Linked DNA regions of Mus musculus: region 2 is linked to region 1. The links are chromatin contacts, called in public Hi-C maps. All regions are on one chromosome and are shown on one strand. The core of a region is the stretch at or near the end of the contact, and the rest is flanking DNA. Distances in the headings are between cores, read along the strand shown. Region 1 has its middle 6.9 kb from the start of Ttpal. Region 2 has its middle 25 kb from the start of Pigt.

Region 1 (6,843 bases), core at 2,817-5,316:
GTTTTGTTTGAGACAGGGTTTCTCTGTGTAGCCATGGCTGTCCTGGAACTCACTCTGTAGACCAGGCTGGCCTTGAACTCAGAAATCTGCCTGCCTTTGCCTCCCAAGCGCTGGGATTAGTGATTTTTTTTTTTAAAATGTATTTATTTGGGGTAGTACACTTGGGAATGGAGGTCAAAGGACAGCTTTCAGGAGTTAGTTCTATTCTTGTGTCTCGAGTGTTCCAGGTACTAAGCCCAAGTCCTCAGGCTTGACTGGCAAGTGCCCTTACCTGCTGAGCCATCCTGCTGGCCCCTCCATATTTTTTTAAATTATCAAACATGTCACCATCTCTCTATTGAAGATTAGCTGGAGTGCCCCCAAGTGTTCACATTTTGTCATTACACCCTGGGGACAGCAAAAGCTACTATTTTCACCCAAACCTATAGTCTTTCTCTGAAAAAATGTGTAGTATGCACAATTTGGTGAATTTCATTGTGATTTTTCATATATATATTGTATTATATTATCATATATATACATATGTATTATATTATCATGTATTATATTATCATATATATTGTATCATATTATATATATGTCATATACCTGTTATATAGTATATATCATATGTGATATATTATATCACTGTATATTATTATATATTATATGTTATATATTATATATCATTGTGCTTTGACTGGGCCACCGCTCCTCTTCTCCCTCCTTCTCACTCCCCCATCTCTTTTCACCCCACCTGGATAATTCTCCTACTTTCATGTCTTATTGCTTGCATATATGTAGTTAAGTCTAGACTCTATATTTAACAAAAAACAAAAAACAATATTTTGGGGCCAGAGAGATGGCTCAGTGGTTAAGAGCACTGACTGCTCTTCCAGAGGTCCTGAGTTCAATTCCCAGCAACCACATGGTGGCTCACAACCATCTGTAATGGGATCCAATGCCCTCTTCTAGCCTGCAGATGTACATGCAGATAGAGCACTCATATAAAATAAATAAATCTAAATGATAAAAGAAGAGAAAAAGTGATGTTTTCTTTTCTCTTTCCTATTTATGTTTATGGGTGTTTTGCCTGCATATATGTCTGTGTACCACATGTGTGCCTGGTGCCCAGAGTTCAAAAGATCCCCTAGAATTGGGCTTACAGATGGTAGTGCATTGCCATGTAGGTGCTGGGAGCTGGTGCTCTTAGCCACTGAGCCATCTCTTTAGCCCCTCCCATTCCTCCTTCCTCTCTCTTCTTTCATGTCCCATACACACTATATAGTATGCTAATTATATTTAAATGTGTATCCCACATTTTAAAAAAGCGTATGCTCTTTGTCTTTCCCAGTCTTTTCACTTACTGTGAGGGTCTCGAATTCCATCCATTTTTCTACAAATGACCTAATTTTATTCTTTTGGGGGAAGGAGCTCTTTTTTGTCATTTGGGTTTTTTATTTCTTTGAAACAAAGTTTCCTGTAGCCCAGGCTGTCCTTGTACTGGACATGTAGCTAAGGATGGCCTTGGCCCTCTGATCCTATCTCCAACTTCCCTGGAGCAGGGATCACAGCATGGGCTGCCTGGAGGAACTCAGGGCTGAGGATGTAGCTCAGTTAGTACAGTCCTCACCTAGCCTGCAGGGAGCACAGGTTTTGATCTCCAGTATCCCATAAAATGGGACACAGTGGCACATGCCTGTGATTCCAGCAATCAAGAGGCGATCAGAAAGTCAAGGTTATCTTTTCATTATTCTTTACATTGGAATACAATTCCATGGTATATTTATGCGACCTTTCCTTTATCCCTTCATCTGTTGCTGCGTGCCCAGGCTAGTTCCATATCTTGGCTATAGTGCACCGGCATCAATAAACTTGTATAGCTTTCTGGAATGCTGACATAGCTTCCTCAGGATAGATATCCAGGAGCACTGTAGCTGGATGATGTGGGAGATCTATTTTTAGTATTTTGAGGAACCTGCATACTGATTTTCATAATGACTACAACAATTTACAAGCTTGAGATCTTGATTCCAAAGGGCAATTCTTTGCTTTTCTTTTGTCGCAAGGTTACATTAAAAAAAAAAAAAAAATCAAACCTACACTAACCCGATGGGTCCTAAGTCCAACCCCAGCCTTGCCACGGTACTCTCCGAGAAGGTGTCAGAGAAAACTCAGCCGGGAACCATTCTACCCGCTCTGGATTCAGGTGCCAAGGCAAATGTGATCTGGCTTTTTAGGCACTGCCACAACAGTGTCAAGGTGATATTACCTGGCCTTCAAAATACTTTCACCTTAACAATCAGCACAGTAGCTTACATCTGCTAGTCCAGCATTTGGGGAGTGGAGGCAGGAGGCTTAACAGTCCAAGATCAGCCTGGGTTCCGTAATGAGACCATGTCTCAAAACCAAAACCAAACCAAATCATATGGTAATAACTACAGTTAGTTCTTGGCAACCACACAGAGATGTGTGTATCTGCTTTTCCTCAGTGTTTCAGGCGACATGCAGAATGCATGTTATTTCATTATCTTCTCCTTTTCCCTACTATGATGAACTTTGGGGACCTCCTATGTAGTTAACATAGTGGGTCAGAAAGTGCTTAATTCAAAGTCACCAAGCCCTTGGAACCCCCTGTCTCTGCCTCCACTGCACAGGGTTACAGCTGCACACTACCTCGCCTGGCTTTTGTTTGTTATGTTTGTTGTATCGGTGTTTTGCTTGCATGAGTGTCTGTGCACTGTGCCCATGGAGGCCCAGAGAGGACATCAGAGCCGCTAAAACTGGAGTTACAGACAGTTGTGAGCTCCACATAGGTGGTGGGAAGGGAACCTGTATCTTCTGTATGAGCAACACGTGCTCTTAATTGTAGAACTCTCTCTCCAACCCTCGATTTTTGTTTTGTTTCGTTTCATTTTGTATTGTATTGTACTATGTAGGTGCTGGAAATGCAAACTCAGGTCTTCATGTTGGCATAGTGAGCACTTAGCCAATGGCGGCATCTTCCCAGCCCACACCTAAAATCCCTTTTTTAAAAAATGTATTCTGAAGCTGGGCAGTGGTGGCACATGCCTTTGGTCTCAGCACTCAGGAGACCAAGGATTTCTGTGAGTGAGTTCTAGGCCAGTCTGGTCTAGTCCCATCCTGTGTCTTGCTGTCTACCTTCTCCCTCCCTCCAGGAATCTTTTAGTTATCAGAGCCAAGCAGTGTCCTTCTTGTAGGCAGTCACTGCCCACGCTGGCATGTGGGAAACTGCAAGTACACTGTCCCTGAGGGTGGGCTGACCTTGACAGATGCAGGCACTTTCCAATGTCAGGCAGCAGCCCATTCCTCTCAGCCCTAGCTGTCCCAGCATTGAACTCCCATACTTAAGCTTTCCAAACAGCTCCTCTCTGCTTCTGTCCTCCCCAGGAGATGGCTGCTCTCCCCTCCCTTCCCTCCTCTCACCCCAGGAAGCCCTTGGGTAAACACAGGAATCGTAGGAAGGGGAGGGGCTTCTGTTGCTCATAACCAGATCTCAGCAGTGGAGAGTTTGGCCCTGTACCCTTGAAAAAAAACCTGCTGGCTACCCCAGGGGAGCTTTCTCCAACTTTGTACAAGTCACTTCCATCTTCCGGAACCTCACTTTTCACGTTTCTTCAGGAACTAGTCATCTGTATTCATTGGGCTGGTTGTGATGGTGTGTTCGACCTGGTGAATTTACAGAGCATCCTCAGATCTGACACGAGAGACCTCTCAGCACAGCCCTGCAATTCCTTCTCTGTGAGACCATTTATAAGCCGCCTGATCTCTCTGATTTTTCCCTTCCCCTTTTCCTTTCTCTTCCCTCATTTCAACAGGATTTCACTGTCACAGTGTAACCCCAAGCTGGCCTTGTAACTCCCTATATAGCTCAGGCTGGCTTCAAATTTGAGGTCTTCCTGCCTCAGCCTTCTGAATGCCAAGATGATGGACACTTGTCTCTGAGTCTGTTTGCCCAGCTGCCATATGGAATTCGGATCTGAGGCTGTTCCACTGTGCTCTGTTGAGTTAGTAGAGTACAGAGAGAATAGCACAGTGCCAGGTGTGTGGTCAGAACTAGGTCCAGGCGCTGTACTAGAAGGAGAGGTGAGTGTCTGGGCTGGCATTGATGGAGAAGGGGTGGGATATCTCCTATCCCTGCCGCATCTCCGTTTCAGGACATGTTTTGGAAAATATTCAGTCTGGCTAGGATCCAAAGCCCCTGGGAACAGACAGGACATCCTGTCCCTCCAAGCAGCCGTGCTGACTCAGGAAGATCAATGTGTGACCACAAAAACACAGCTGGTTCTGACCTCTTCTGGGAAATCTACCCGGCCAAACCCATTCAAAGACCCGGATCCTTCCTTCTAGGGCCTGAGCCTGGGCTCTTGAGCAGAAGGTGGCATGCAGAGAAAGAAGACTCTGGCACTTGAGGCATGCCAGGCCAGGGGGTCACAGGCTTCACACGACCCTATGATTGAAGTCAGAGATCTCTCTTGTGCTTGCCAAGCCTCCGGCTTCCCCCAGCCCAGGTTTGGACATTTTTCCAGCCAAGCTGGGCTCCAAACCACTAATTGGGCAACTGTTGACCTCAGAGTAAGTCAGCCCCAGCAAGAGAGATTGTTGAAGCGCATGGGATGTTTTGTTCCTTAGAATCCCAAGAATTAGAGTGAGTCCTCCTCATCCCACAACTCTAGCGCCCAACCCCTCACGGCCATTTGCTTGTTTTGTAACTCGGGCAGGTTCCTCTGCCTCTCAGAGCTCCAGCCTGCTCCCCTCCCCAAGAGAACCCATAGGGGCAGGTGCCCAGTAAGGGAAGTTATTACTGCAAATAGCACTCACTGAATGCCAAACCTAACAAAGTGTGGGCACAGCGTACAAGAGGCCCTAGTTCAATCTGCAGCTCCTCAAACAATTGCGCTAATAAAGGAGGCCCCACTTCTTCCTGAGAACCTCAGTTAACAGACGCTCAGAGAGGGGAGACATTTGAACAGTTGGTGACACAGTTAGCTGCTCAGCCGGAGGAGGGGCTTGCAGCCAAGTCTGGTGGCCTGAGTTTGATCCTCAGGACGTACAAGGAAGAGAGAGAGAGAGCCCATTTGCTAAAAAGTTTATCTCTGGCTTCTACATGTGTACCATATGCCACTTGAACACACATATCACACACACACACAGATACACAATGAATGAATGAATGAATGAATGTAAGTTTTAAAACAAGTAACAACAAAACAAAACAAAACCCCAAAATACTTTATCAGCTGCTTGTGGTCACATGTAGTTTCTTTGAGCCTTGTAAAAATGGAAATGAAAGATATGAGCATTGTGAGGGGCCCACTGTCCTAGATGATCTGGGACCCATGGCTGGCAGACAGTAGGCCCTGGGAAGCACTGAGCATTTATTTCTAACCATGCTGGTAATGTTTCCACAACCATAGAGCTAAGTGTTTCTGGTGAGTCAGGGGGACTGATTTAGTGAGTGCCTACTATGTGTCTACTTCTACCAGAAACCACACCACCTGAGTGCACACACGCATGCACGCACAAACACACACACACACACACACACACGCATTCGCGTGCAAATGTACACATGTACTTAGAGAGGTAAGCAGTTTGACTTTAACTTTTTAAAAACTTGATTTAAAAAACCAAAATGGAGCCGGGCGTGGTGGCGCACACCTTTAATCCCAGCACTCGGGATGGTCTACAAAGTGAGTGCCAGGACAGCCAGGGCTACACAGAGAAACCCTGTCTCGAAAAACCAAAAAAAAAAAAAAAACCAAAATGGATCCAGAAATTCACGTTACATTTGGAGCTTAAAGAGAAGGCTCAAGAATGAAAAGCACCTGCTGCTCTTCTAGAAGACCTGGGATCTACCAGCACCCACGTGGTAGCTGTCAATCATCTACATCTCCAGCTCCAGGAAACCCAGTGCCACCTTCTGGCCTCTGAGGGTGCTGCATGGGCATACATGCAGGCAAAACACCCACAGGCAGAACATAAAAATAAAAAAATCTTTTTAAAAATGTCAAGACAAGCATAACAGTCATAACTGTAACCACCTTGGAGGTATGATAGGAGAATCAGGAATGCGGGGTCATCCTCAACTACATGTTAGTTCAAGATAGTCTGCGACACATGAGTATATCTCAAAAGCAACAATAATGACAATTAAATAAAAAAAAAATAGAGGGTCCAGCAAGATAGTTTGATCAGTGGAGATGCTTATTGCCAAGTCTGTGGACCTGGGCTTGACCTGGACTTGACCTGGGCTTGACCTGGACTTGACCTGGGCTTGACCTATGTTGGTAGAGAACTAACTCCTGTGAGTTGACCCCTGACCTCCACAAATGCACTGTGGTATGTGTGTGCTAACACACACACACAAAATAAGCAAACATAATTTTGAAAGAATATAGTTTGTTGTAGGGTGTATCGCTCATATCTGTAGTCGCAGAACTTGGGAGACAGAGGCAGGAGAACTGCTGTAAGTTTGAAGCTACCATGTTCTACACAGTGAGTTACAAGCTAGCCAGAGCTACAGAGCAAAACCCTGTCTCAAAAACAGGGGTGTAAATACCTGTGAGCTGCATGAATATGCTTATACATTGCTTTTAAAAAGAAAATAGTCCCTTGAGTCGTGCCACCATCTCCAATATAGACAGCTGAAGTAGATACAGCTGGAGACAGCTCTGGTGCTCCAAGCCATTGTGGCACACTGGCAAGGAAGCTCAGAGAGGCCAGGATGCAGGGAAAGCTGACCTTTGGTGACCTTCTGATCTGGAGCGGGTGATCACAGCTAGCAGACATTCCGAGTCCCAGTGGACCAGATCTCTGGACATCATTCCTTGGAGTTCCCAA
Region 2 (6,287 bases), core at 2,307-4,806, 930 kb after region 1:
GTGGAGCAGTTGGAATGTGGCGAGTCCAGAATCAAGCTATCCTGGGGCATCTTTTTGCTCCCTTTATGGCCGTTCATTATACTCCTCTGCATATGACTTAACAACTTTGTGACCATTAGGTAAATCCTTTGGAATGTATGAATAGATCTCTACCTTAGCTTCCAACCAACCAAAGGGCAAAGAATGGCAGCTGATAGCATCTGAGGCCTATGTGGTTTCCCCTGCTTTGCCGTGACCCCCTTACCTAGTGTTCTTACCAATGCCTTTGCAAGTGCTTTGATTTATGACTTTGTTTGTTCTGTTGCTATAAAAACGTCATCGGACGGTTACCACATTCTGTGACTGGCCCCCAGAACTTAGCACAACTGACACCATAGTAGAGGCGCCATACTGATCTTAAAACCTAGCACATAGGCCTCCCAAACCTGCCAAAGTCGGAACAAAGACCTAATCCATCAAAGACCTGGCTCATTGTTCAGAAAAGTCCCTAAAAGAACTAACCTTGCTTTCTGGCTGGCTGAAGTGTGACAACCTGGATGATGTAATGTTGTGCATAAAAGACCCAGCAAGGGCTGTTAGAGTCGGGCTGCATGGTTTGGGCAAGTGGTTTGTGCAGCTGCCAGCCAGCAATAAAGACTACTTTTCAGCTTTAAGAGTGTCCATATGGGGGCTGGAGGGATGGCTCAACAATTAAGAGCACTGACTGTTCTTCTGAAGGTCCTGAGTTCAAATCCCAGCAACCACATGGTGGCTCACAACCATCAGTACAGCTACAGTGTACTCATATACATAAAATAAATCTTTAAAAAAGAGTGTCCATATGGTAGTCTCTGGTGGGCTTGCCTTGTAACAGTTGGATCATGGAGTTTGGGGTATCCCAAATCTGTATTGTTGGCTCTATAATAAGGTAATTTTCTTCCTTCCTTCCTTCCTTCCTTCCTTCCTTTCTTTCTTTCTTTTTTTTTTTTTTTTTTTTTTTTGGTTTCTCGAGACAGGGTTTCTCTGTGTAGTCCTGGCTGTCCTAGAACTCACTCTGTAGACCAGGCTGGCCTCAAACTCAGAAATACACCTGCCTCTGCCTCCCAAGTGCTGGGATTAAAGGCGTGCACCACCACCGCCCAGCTTGCTCGCTCTTTCTTTCTTTCTTTCTTTCTTTCTTTCTTTCTTTCTTTCTTTCTTTTTTCTTCCTTTCTCTCTCTCTATTTCGTTCTCCCTTTTTTTTTCTTCGAGACAGGGTTTCTCTGTATAGCTCTAGCTGTTCTGGAACTCACTTTGTAGATCAGGCTGGCCTCAAACTCAGAAATCTGCCTGCCTCTGCCTCTGCCTCCTGAGTGCTGGGATTAAAGGCGTGCACCACCACGCCCAGATTTTCTTTCTTTCTTTCTTTCTTTCTTTCTTTCTTTCTTTCTTTCTTTCTTTCTTTCTTTCTTTCTTTCTTTCTTTCTTTCTTCTTTTCTTCTCTCTATCTCTCTTTCTTTCTTTTCTTTCCTTTCTCTTTCTTTCCTTCTTTCTTCCTTCCTTCCTTCCTTCCTTTCTTTCTTTCTTTCTTTCTTTCTTTCTTTCTTTCTTTCTTTCTTTCTTTCTTTCTTTCTTTCTTTCTTCTCCTCTTGCTCTTCTTCCTCCCCCTGAGACAAGGTTTCTTTATGTAGCCCAGGCTGTCTTGGAACTTGCTCTGTAGACCAGGCTAACCTTAAACTCAGAGATCTGCCTGCTGCTGCCTCCCGAGTGCTAGAATTAAAGGCAAGTGCCTCCATGCCCACATCTGCAAGGTCAGAACCTGCATGGAAAGAGACCTCAGAGGACTCTTACACATCTGTGAAGTAAGTGCTTCTGCTGAGCCTTTTGACCCCAGCAGCCAGAAGCCTGAGCCAATGAAGAGCCAGGCAACAGATGTGACCCTGCCTCCTCTCCTTCCTCACTCCTCCCCAGTCACACCAGTTCCCCTCAGCTTAAGTTTGGAAAGTCTTGTCAGCCCTCTGGCCACACAAGAGCCTGGCCAGGTCAGGAACAAGGCTTGCTTCTGCTCTGACGCTGCATCAGTTCTTGTCCTTTTGCTCACCCTAGTGGCCGGGAAGGGTGACACCAGCAACCCATGGCTCACCTCTGTGGTCAGAAAAATAAGGGTGCTTCTCTCCTGGGCTGATCCTGCAATCTCTGCTCACTCTTTATCCATGCACATCTTGTAGGCAGGACAAACTGTAGGCCAAAGGTTTCGTGGGTGGGTTGGTGTCCCCACCATCCAGTGGAAGTCATGCGTGGCTACAGGAAATGGCTGTTTCAGGTTCCATATCCCCTATTGATATGAGCCCCCCACCCCCATAGATTCCTGGGAGTTTCGTAGGAGACAGGGGAAGGAGGGGAAGCTGAAATCGGGATGTAAAATTAAAAATTAATTAATTAAAATAAATAAATGAAATGAATAATAGAAACGAGGATGCTTCTTGGACTCAGGAGGCAAGGGGAGAGCTTGGGGAGAGTCAAGCTCTATCTGGATATTTAAACTTTTAAATATTTAACCCATCCATCAATTAACTTTGAAGTGTATTCTTTCTCTGTAGCCTAGGCTGGAGAGGCCTGCAACCCTGCTTGCTTTAGTCTCCCAAAGGCTGAGACTCTTAAGTGTGTACCACCAGTTCCAGGTTCTCCCTGGACTTTTCCTGGAGAATCAAGAAGTTTTAGCTCTAAGGACACTTCAGGACTCTAAGAAGTTTATCTAATCAAGCACTCCTCAGAAAGCCTAGGAGGACCCCCAGCTTCCATCCGAGGCTGTCTGTATTCTTTGTCGCTGCCCTTCCCTGGCTGCAGTCCCTCCCTTGAACCTCACTGTGGTATGATAGAAAATAAAACAAAACAAAAGAGAAGAAAAACAAATATTCGAGCTCTGTCACCAGTTCCCAGAAAGGTTCTCCAGGGACTCGCCGCATTTACTGGTTTGCATATGCTAATGAGATGACTCAAAGCTGGAGCTGAAGAGCCTCCGGATGTGGGCTGGTTGCTGAAAACCCGCAGACAGGTGGTTAAAGCTTTAGCAATTTCAACCCCGCCCTTCATAATCTCCAAAGAAGCCCTGGACTCCTGAGATGGAGTTCAATTACCAATAGCCAATGAGGGACGCAGTCATACCTACGTAACAAAACCTCAGTAAAGCCCCTAGCTTGTGGGTTTGGAAAACCTCCAGGTTGGCAAACACAACCCTGTGGTTGGAGGGAGGCGCTCCCTGGAGACACCGTGGGAGCTCCCTTGCCCCGTGCGTCTCTACATCTGGACTCTTTTAGAGTTGTGTCCTCTAATTGTAACCTAGACACTGAGCGAAGTGCCTTCCTGAATTCAGCAAGGGGATTATCAACCTGAGATGGCTTGTGGAACCCCAACTTTTAAATACTCAATAGTCAAAACTAAGACTAGCCCCTGGTACTCACAGTGGTACCTCGTAAAAGCATCTGGCTTGCCAGTGGCTCAGTTTTCATCACCCAAGGCGGCAGAACTGTGTGGCGGCCACTACCTCAGAGACTGAGAAGAGTCTTAGAAGAGTCTGGCGGTTTCCAGCTGCTTCCTGAGCCCTTGGGCTGTGGGGTGGAGCCTTTGGCCGTGCATGGTGGCACACGCCTTTAATCCCAGCACTACAGGAGCCGTGGGAAGGAGCTAGTGAGCAAGCTGAGAATGGGGTTCGGTACTCTAAATCCAGGGACCTGCCTGGAACAGTTTTCTTTGGTGTGACTTTATTTAAAAGTGGAACCTAATGATGACAGAAGTCCCAAAGCCACAATCTCATAAAAAGCATGGATTTCAGTCCTTACAAAAATAGGACATCTTCAAAATTCATGGCAACCATTTCCCCAAGGCAATAACTGTTCCTTTAAAAGTATCGATCTGCTAAGGCTGTGTCATGTCTGTGTTCTATAAGTACTTATTCGCTTTTTAAAAACCTATCACTCGTGTGTATGCCTGTGCAATGTGAATGCATGTGCATTGTAAAGCACAACTCTGAACGTTGTAGTGGCAATTTTTTTTTTCCAGACTGTCCACAGCAGCTGATTGTGATTTGCCTCGTGCTCTAGCAAGGGCAGAATTTTTCCAACTGTAGATAGTTTCTGCAATTGTGTGATATTTGGAATTCTAGAGCCCCAGTAGGTGGGGTGGTGGGTTGTTGGTTGGTTGCTTATGGTTGTTGTTGGTCTCAGTTTGTTAAGTAGTCATACACAAAGAAAAAGAAAGAAGAAATCGGATATCCTGAGGGCAAGGATGAAACTTCCTCCAAGGAACTCCACATCCCAATCAGCAGGAAGTAGTCTAATGGTAACATCACACCCTTTTTCTTCTATCCTGTTTTCTCTCCCCTCTAGTGTTAAGGAGTTGAAAGGGTGGGAAAGGGGTGAAGGGTGAAAGAAAGAAGAACCCATAAAGTAGCAAAGGCTACAGAAGATTCATTCTCCTTTCACTGTGTGCCATGGGAGTCAAGCCCAAGTTGTTCAGTGTGGGAAGCAGGTGCGGCTGCATGGGCCAAGATGGCACTCTGGCCCATTGCCAGACCCCGTGAACCCCGCATGTTTACTGCCTTGCCTGAGCATGCGCAGTGAAAAAGCATGCATATTCCTCGTGATCCGGATCTGTCAGCCTATCTGTGACCTACCTGAGCTCGTGCCTGGTGTGTGTGTGATTCTGATTGGATGAGGTGGTGTGGAGCAAGATGAGGTCAGTTGCCGTGAGTATAGGAGAATAGCCCTTGCTGCAAGAAGGAGGAGTAGAAGAGGCTGCTGGGGAAAGAGCTGTAAGGGGAAAAGCACCAAGTAAAGAAGTTGCTGCGTGAACCCGCCTTGGTGTCTGTGTCGTTCTTATCTCTGTGGGTCAGAGACAGTGGCAAGTGGTGGCCCGTACAGGGAACTCATCGTGTTGGTCAGCAACAATGGTAAGTAAAGAAGCCTTTGAAGTTTTTGGTAAGAGCAGCGGTAGGAAAATTTTGGTAAGAGCAGCGGTAAGGAAATCTTGGTAAGCAGCGGTAAGTAAAGACAGGCTTCCCAGAAAAAAGGGGATGGAGCATTAAGGTTCTCAGGAATACAGACGAAGGGAATTAAAGAAAGCACAGGTCTGTCAAGTTCCCGGGGGTGGGGGTGGGGCGGGAGGGACGAAGCATTAAGGATCTCAGATATAGAGACAAAGGGAATTTCAGCACGGGGAAATTTTGGTAAGCAGCAGTAAGGAAATTTTGGTAAGCAGCGGTAGGTAAAGAAAGCATAGGCCTGACAGGTTCCCCGGAAAAAAGGGGACGGAGCACTAAGGATCTCAGATATAGAGACAGAGGGAATTTAAATGATATGGGTTCAACTGCGACTAAAATGAAAGTAAAAATGTTAGTCATCTGGAACTTGGTCAGGGCGTGCTTGAGGGATGCCAGTGGAAAGTACAATGCTGAAATAGAGGAAGGAGCAGCTGCACTTGAGGAGGCTAAGGAGATTGCACCTCAGGCTAGCCGCCGAAAACCTAAACAGCTTAGACAACAAAACAAAGATAAGAAAGAGAAAAAGGAATCTAGCTCTGAAGGGCCTACTAGTGACAGCGACGGGACTGATGGTGACAGTGATGTCTATAGTCGGATGTTCCGCTGGAGTTTGAGGCACAGTAGGTCGCCCGAACCATCAGCCCCTCCATTGCCTTCTCCTCTCCCCTATAAAGATGAGGGAGACAAAAGGGGAAAGCGTAGTCTTCATGTAAACGTCTGGAAAAATGTGCCTGCCATTTGCGGGGGCCTTCCCAGTATTTCAGGACCAACAGGGGCAACGGTATCATGAACCCCTGGATTGGAAGGTTGTACAAAGATTGAAGGAGTCAGTTTCGACTTATGGGGTCCAGGCTGCCTTTACTGTAACTCAGCTTGAGTCCCTACAGCGGTACTGTATGATATCTTTTGATTGGCAGAACCTCTGCAAAGCCGTTCTTTTGGGAGGAGGTTATTTAACATGGAAGACTGCTTATATTGAGCATGCCATTGAGCAGGCTGTGGCTAATGCTGCCCCTGGACTTCCCAATGCAGCCTGGAATATAAACATGTTAATGGGGCAAGGGAATTTTGCCAACAGTCAAACAGGTTATCCTATACAGGTTTATGAGCAGATTAATAACTGTGCTCTTAGAGCTTGGAAGATGCTATCAGGCACTGGAGACCTTGGGGCCAGCTTGTCTAAGGTGATACAGGTACCCAATGAGAAGTTTGCAGACTTCCTAGCACGACTAGTGGAGACATCCGGGAGAGTATTTCCGGATGTTGATGCTGCAATGCCACTGGTCAAGCA

The links. Hi-C and Micro-C count contacts between places; a contact is called where the count stands out from the background.
Region 2: a contact with region 1 is called in a Hi-C map of pre-B cells, with 9 times the contacts expected there. The contact joins two enhancer-like sites. A contact is called at or near these places in 1 of 484 Hi-C or Micro-C datasets (pre-B cells) and 1 of 115 datasets of contacts at active chromatin or transcription factors (pancreatic cancer cells).

What each region holds. Positions count from the first base shown.
Region 1 is chr2:163,591,960-163,598,802 of GRCm38.p6, forward strand. No RefSeq gene overlaps it. Among named protein-coding and RNA genes, the nearest start is that of Ttpal, 6.9 kb to the right of the region's middle. Within about 2 kb of position 4,067, at least 49 of the 459 cell types and tissues checked have an H3K27ac peak or open chromatin away from gene starts, as enhancers often do. A contact at or near this core is called in pancreatic cancer cells and pre-B cells, where this site is marked.
Region 2 is chr2:164,518,960-164,525,246 of GRCm38.p6, forward strand. No RefSeq gene overlaps it. Among named protein-coding and RNA genes, the nearest start is that of Pigt, 25 kb to the left of the region's middle. Within about 2 kb of position 3,557, at least 218 of the 459 cell types and tissues checked have an H3K27ac peak or open chromatin away from gene starts, as enhancers often do. A contact at or near this core is called in pancreatic cancer cells and pre-B cells, where this site is marked.